Linked DNA regions of Nothobranchius furzeri: region 2 is linked to region 1. A link is a contact called in public Micro-C data. All regions are on one chromosome and are shown on one strand. Each heading gives the region's core, a stretch centred on a gene start, on an enhancer-like site or on the middle of the called end of the contact. The rest is flanking DNA. Distances are from core to core; before and after follow the strand shown.

What was found. Hi-C and Micro-C count contacts between places; a contact is called where the count stands out from the background.
Region 2: a Micro-C map of tail fin shows a contact between it and region 1, with 13 times the contacts expected there. The contact joins the promoter of impact here to the promoter of rabggta in region 1. A contact is called at or near these places in 2 of 2 Hi-C or Micro-C datasets (skeletal muscle and tail fin).

Annotation. Positions count from the first base shown.
Region 1 is chr8:40,770,889-40,774,409 of NfurGRZ-RIMD1, reverse strand. rabggta (Rab geranylgeranyltransferase subunit alpha) reads right to left here and starts at 2,013. Exons shown (of 17, transcript XM_070554040.1): 1 at 1,898-2,013; 2 at 1,553-1,586; 3 at 853-963; 4 at 446-570. The coding sequence starts at 1,555. It also overlaps the pseudogene LOC139071406.
Region 2 is chr8:41,010,210-41,013,730 of NfurGRZ-RIMD1, reverse strand. impact (impact RWD domain protein) reads left to right here and starts at 1,876. Exons shown (of 10, transcript XM_054730041.2): 1 at 1,876-2,057. The coding sequence starts at 2,010. osbpl1a (oxysterol binding protein-like 1A) reads right to left here and starts at 1,696. Exons shown (of 29, transcript XM_070554037.1): 1 at 1,350-1,696.

The sequences.
Region 1 (3,521 bases), core at 764-3,263:
GTTTATTTTTCTTTTGTTCTCTTTTACAGACGTGTCCTATACAACATTTACAGGTCCTGCCACGTTTGTTATATCCAAGGCTTGTTTCACACACCACCACCTCCTTCCTTTCTCAGCGATCGGAGGTGTGTGTGCGCGGCGCTGTGCCATCAGGACTGGAGGTACAGGCGCATGTTAATTTTTGCCATTTGTATCATTGTATTTTACAGGGGAGCCAAAATGCTCCCATACATGCAACCTAAACGATGCAGGCCGTTTTTCAAGCTCCTCTCCTCCTCCATCATGACAACTGCTGTGCATTACTCCTTTGGACTGAACAGGTAGCGCCTCTGCCCTCCACGTGACCGATGCGCGAACCGCGTGTGTGCAGAACCGTAGAGAGAGAACCGTACGGATCGATGATGATCCGTTGCACCCCTAATCAGAACAAGAACAAATATCTGACTTGACAGTTTCCAGATGCAGGAGGATTTCTCTTCTGTAGTTCCAGAGAGTGGCAAAGTCAGGGTTTGATGAGAGAAGCTGCTGGGTCAGCTGAAGAGCCTCATCATCAAAAATCTCTTCCTTCCTCTGACAGACAGAAAAAAGGCATGAGTGAGCACAGCAAATAGAAACATTTAGATTAATAAATACGTACAAAGACCAAAACCAACAGTGGACACAAACCTACAGAGTCCTTATTTAGTGAATTTAACCCCTTTAAGAAACAGATTTTGTTTGTAAGCATATGGAGGACCACACTGCAGTTTATTGTTTGTCCTTATAACAGTTTGATTAAAAAAGAACAAACCGCAAACTCTCTCAGATTGTCTACACAGTCACATGTTAAGCATGGGGAGCGGCAGAAAGAACCTTAGCAAAGCAGGCGTCACGTGCAGCCACGTAAATCTTTAGCTTCTTCTCTCGCTCTTTTCTCTTCTCCTCCTCCTGCTGGGCTGTGGTTTTAACCTTCACACGTCCATGCTGGAAAAACACACCAAAGATGGTAAACGGCAGGAAGAGGACTTGTCATGGAAGCAGATAACACCATATATCAGCTGTGGCATGAACGAATATTATTTCAGTTACTTTGGCCTAATCTAACGGTGTATTTAATCTTTACTAAGTGTTGCACCTGGCAGAAAACATGGTAAACTGACAAATTAAGAGGTGTAAAAAACAACAACAAAAATAGAAATCTTTTAAAGACTAAGAGCTAACATTTACTGCTCAATGCAAATAACTTGTTTTTATTGAAAAAGTAAAACAAAGAAAGAAGACATAATCTGATGGGATCAGACTCTTGCTTGTTAGACAAAACAACGGCCAGTTTAAATACACAAGCAACATGTTTAACTTTGGAAAACAGCAGGAAATAGTAGACCTCTGCTCCTGCCTCATTAAAATCACCTGAATATAAACCAAAACCTTTGAGAGATGCAACAGACACGACAAAACCCGTTTGGATTTGAGAAAATCCAAATATTGTAAGACTAATAACTGGTAAAACGTCTAGTAAGCGTACGAAATGTTGACAAAAACGAGCATAAAAAGAAATAGATAAACGTCTCACCATCGCTGCTGCTGGATGACACTTGTTCAGAGATCTGTTTACATCCAGGGAGAGACAGAGGGATTAGGCCTGAATCTCGATTCAAATGACACAATAAATATAGAAACTGTGAGAATGGCAGGTTAAGTCTTTGCGCATTTGTTTAAACTTGCATACAGTTCAGATGAGTTTAAATGCAGATAATAAACAGCTCTGAGTCTCCTACAGGAGGCTGCTCGGAGGTCTCTACAATGGGCTGGACTCTTTAACGCCTCAGTAAAGGCAGCACGTTTTAACCAGCTGAGAATAAGGAACTCGCAGGGCGAGACACCGAAAACAGCATCATTTATCCAACAAAGCACCCACCTGGCTTGGCTTTAGGAGAAGAAGACGTTTTATCACAGTGTAAATTGATTCGTCATGTCAGGTTTGCCTAATGACTACAACTGTCCTCTTTGCCGTCTCATGAAAATGACGTAGATGCTTCGTAATCACCGTTAGCCACGGAGAGAAGACGTCTGCTGCCCTCTAGTGGAGCACATGTGTAAGCACGGCTACTGCTGAGTGAAAATCTTTCTAGGAGCTAAAACATTGCATTCATTATGTTTTGCTCTCAAAAAAGTCTACTTTAGAGTTATGGAAGGAAAACAACCACAATATTTATTTATTTATTCATTCATTCATTCATTCATTGAAATGCATATTTTTTGTAGAACAATGTCAATGTCACAATCACAATGACTATGTCACATAACATCAACTTTTAGAGAATAAATGCTGAAAGTTTTCCCGTTTTTAAAGTGATCTACTGCTTTTCATGTCAGCGGTGTAAAGACATTTTCTTGTGTAAAAGCTGCTAAGTTAAAATTCCTATTTTTGAAATACCAAAATGAAAAGAAATATTCAAATTTCGTTGTTAAAGAATTGTCAGGTTTTGCTACCTGCCAATGTGTTTTTATTTGTTCGTAAACCAGAATTTACCCTGTTACAGAAATTAAAACATAGCACATCCATGTATATTTATAAAAAGCAACGAAGACTTAAACAAATGTGTTTCACCCTTCTGATTATTCCTAGCATCAAAACATTTGATTGCAAAGATTCTGTTGAAGAAAAGTCAATAAAAGAAAGGAATAAAATGAACACGTTCAGTTATCCATCCAAAATGTTATTACAAATTATTATAATTGTGCTAGTTACATGAACCAGTGAACCACACAAAACACACACACACATTTTACTTTTGTTTATTTCAGACAATAACATTTTTAAAACAATAACCCACAAGATACAGTTTCCGATAATTTATAAGTACAAATGATCAAAAACACTTGTTTTGAGGAATCTGCTGATGTCTGGTTTAGATCGGGAAAACTGGTTTTCCATTACAATTATTTCTTTTTGATGTCGTAAAAAAACTAAAATTTGCTTACTTAAAAATGATCATGTTGTAGATCTATGAGTGTAGATTTAATTTCTATTATGTTTGGTTTCTTTTCTTTTGAAAATGAAGAAAAATTTGCCATATTTAGATTTTTCTATTCCTGTTGCTAAGTGCAGTATTCCTTCTACATTCCACATGTACAATGATAATGAAACCTTCATATTACAATCATTCAAAACAGAAAAGAGAGTCATGTTCATCATACATTATGTTACATTTAAAACAGATCTTATTGTATTGTCTTGCTAAATCCATCCTAATCAGAAAATTAATACAAATCTAAAAATGATGGGTCCCCTTCTAAAGCAGAAACCAGAAAAATCCTTTTCTGTTTCTACTGTTTACTTCTTATTCATTATTGTATAATGATGTTGTTCTACATGAATGAAACAACCAGAGTCTGGTGGGCATCCTTCATCAGCTTGGTCTACTCTGTATGTGTGTGTGTGTGTGTGTGTGTGTGTGTGTGTGTGTGTGTGTGTGTGTGTGTGTGTGTGTGTGTGCGTGTGTGCGCGCACACGAGCGCATACAGCCTTTTTGTTGTGA
Region 2 (3,521 bases), core at 627-3,126, 240 kb before region 1:
TGGCCTGTCATCCACACGAAAACGGAGTTTTTTCACACGAAAACGGATCTTTTTAAAAACTCCGGCCAAAGTGAAGATCTGCGTTGGGTGTCTGCGTGTGGACGGACAAAACCGGAGTTTTAAGGTCCGCAACGTCACTTTCCGCGACAAAAAATGCTGACATCACGTGTGCGACCTGTGTTTACACTAGCCGACATCATGGATGCCGTCAGAGCTGCGCTGGCTTTATCAATTGTCCAAGCGCTTTCTGCTTGTTTGTTTTTGCAAGCGGAATTACTGCTCCTTGCGGAAGACCACAGACGAAGGACGAGGTTAAGAACGGCTATTGCCCGGCACCTGGCTTCTCCAAGTACTGCCGCCTACAGGTCTGGCATGTCCTTAACAACGTATTTATCCAGGTACGTGTGGACAGAGTTTTTGTTTTAAACGAGGTGGTGTGGATGCAAGTTTTTGGAGGGGCGGATATTCGTTTAAAAAAAACCCGGCTACGTGTGGACCATCGACATATGGTGTTGACTAGGCCTGAGAGCGAAGTGCTCGGTTAGGAACATATGGAACAATCAGATCACTGATGTATGATGGAGCTTGATTATTAAGAGCTTTATATGTGAGAAGAAGGATCTTAAAATCTATTCTGAATTTAAAAGGTAGCCAATGTAGGGAAGCTAAGACAGGAGAGATATGATCTCTCTTTTTAATTCTCATCAGATCTCTAGCTGCAGCATTTTGGACAAGCTGAAGACTTTTAACTACATTCTGTGGACTTCCTGAGAGTAATGAATTACAGTAATCCAGTCTTGATGTAATAAATGCATGAACTAGTTTTTCAGCATCACTCCTGGTGCAGTTTATCATACTGAATAATACACTATTGCAAAAACAACAAGAAAAGACCACTTAATGTCTATATGCAGCTCAGCAAAGGAATTTGCAGTCTAGATTTCTGAAATATTTATAATGCAACAAGATTTTACAAATAATAATTATGCATTGCATGCAAAATAAATGTATTTACATGTGTTGTTTCCTCTGAACTGTCTTTCAACCTTTCACATTATCTTGTGACCCTGCTAATGGCTGCATTCCTCTTGCATGGGGTGTTTTAATCTATGTAAAGTATTTTTAACTCAACTGACTCCTAATCTGAAAGGTTGCTCAAACATAGCTGTAGTCATGTAATGCTTAAGGGCTTTTAAATACACTTTTAGTTCTAAAGCTTTAATTTTAGGTGCACATATTTCAGAATAGTTTGAAAGTTCATCAACCCGTGAATTTCTGAAGCAGCTGTGAGGTGTCACAGCTTGATATTTGACTGTAGCTCACTTATCAACACTAAAAGTGCGACTTACAGATTTCCAGCGCAGAGGGGTTGAGATCCAGGACTCCAGTCAGACCTGCTGTGTGTCCACAGGGCCCTCAGTGAGCTGAATGGGATGTGTGAAGCCCCTCGGAGCCGTTTGCTCCTCCTGCTGCTGCCGCTCTACTGCAGCGAATTCAACGCGGCGCAAATCCACTGACTCATCACTCTCGCTCCCTCTCTCTATGTCTCACACACACTAACTCACACACTTCCACGTTATATCTGCAGCTGGCTCACACACGGAGAAATATGTACCTTTCTGACTCTCCTACTCTGCTGTTTACACACAGATCAGCTGATCTGCTCTCAGCGGAACTAGTCTGAGCTTTTCAAAATAAAAGAGCGACATGAACGATCTTAAGACTGTTCATTTAAAACCAACTTGTTGCATGCAAGTATAACTACAACAACGACATTTAGGCTGTCGATTATTTGTATGAATGTTGTGTTTATTGTCAGGTCACAAATATCGATATTAGCACTCGGAAGACAAAAAACAAACACGTAGCCTAGCTTTACTTTTGACCCGGAAGTAGTTTTACAATAAGAGGTTCATTCCAGGGTGGCAGCCCTCGTATTTAATTTACTCATACCTCCTAAACATTGACTGATTCATCTTTTATTTTCCAACGTTTATTTACATGATTTAATGGCGAATGTCGTCAACTCAGGGAATGACGAAAACCTGCAGGCTCAAGTAAGCCACATTTTATTACTCTATAATCCTCAAACAGTGAAAAGATCAGTATTAGTTGTGTTCAGCTCCGGTTAGCTGTAGTTTTTAGATATGGCCTGCAGAGAGCGTGTAAGTTAATGCAACAACAGGCGGCGTTCACTGGCTCAGACGGATTTGTCAATACTGGAGGCACACATCAGCCCACACCTAAAACACAACAGGGAGAGAAATAATGCTGAGCACTGACAAACAATCTGTAGGTTTCATTTGTGGAATCTTGTTGCACAATTTAAACTAAGCTAGTTCAAATAAAAGAACTGCTAAATGTAATTCTGTTCTGGAGATTTCTTCCCTAAACTTAAATACCAACGACATATTTTAAAGTGCCAGTTTGTATAAAATAAAAAGAAAATAAAGATATTTTTATTGATTAAATCATTTGGGAGACGTGCTTTTAGCTGCTAAAAGCTAAATTCACTAAAAGCAATAGTGATTTTTGGCCATTTTACAATTATATCTCAAAGTTGTCTGTTGTTTTGAAAGTTTCATGAACGGCCTTTGTTTGGAGAAATAGCAGTTACATACTTATTGTTAGCAATAATGGCATAATTTGTGTAAAGGAGGTTAAAGCTACTATAGCAAATTTAGAAAACAAGTTAGCTTAAAACATCTTTTTCTTGCCTCTCAATGTTTTAACATAGTATAGCTATAAATATATTGTGGAGAAAGTGGTTCTCTTGCCTTTGTCTAAAAACCTCTGCCAATAACACTTTTGACAGGAAATATTGGACCATCTGGTTGTCAGTTTCACTGAAACCCCGCACTTCCCAAGGTCCTCCATTTATTACGCACTCGCGTATTTAGCAACAGAACACCACTGGTGTGAGAGGTTCTCCGCTCAATAATATCAGAGAAGGAGAAATAGCCGGCTGCTACCGCTTCAACTTTAGGACAAACTACCAGAGTCCCAAAAAGAAAAACACAATTTGAAGTAGGGCCCGACCGATATGCTTTTTTTGGAACCGATATTGATACCGATATAAAACTTTAAAGAAAGGCCGATAGCAGATTTAATGGCAGATAAATCTCTCTCACAAAAAAAAAACAAAAACAAAAAAAAATTGTCTTAAGCTTAAACCCTTCATTCTCTGCCTTTTTGATGCTAACTTATTTCTCTGTTACGCACCAAGGAACTGTCTCAATAACTCACTAGGGTTTCCAAGCAATGCAAATAAGATTTATTTAGCAGGTCTCAAAAACAACAGAACACACAAACTCAGTCACAGCATAAATCTAACATTCAAGTTTTTTCCTGTAAACTGTGGTTTCCACAAATACATTCTAACTTGAAGGAATATTCCACCGCTCAGTAAAATTGTGTCTTACAAAACGTTTTTTCTGGCTTGGCTAACTCTGGGGAATCTAACAACACACACAAGTTTAGGGACAGAAGATCCCTATAAGAATATTAAAATAATAAAAATG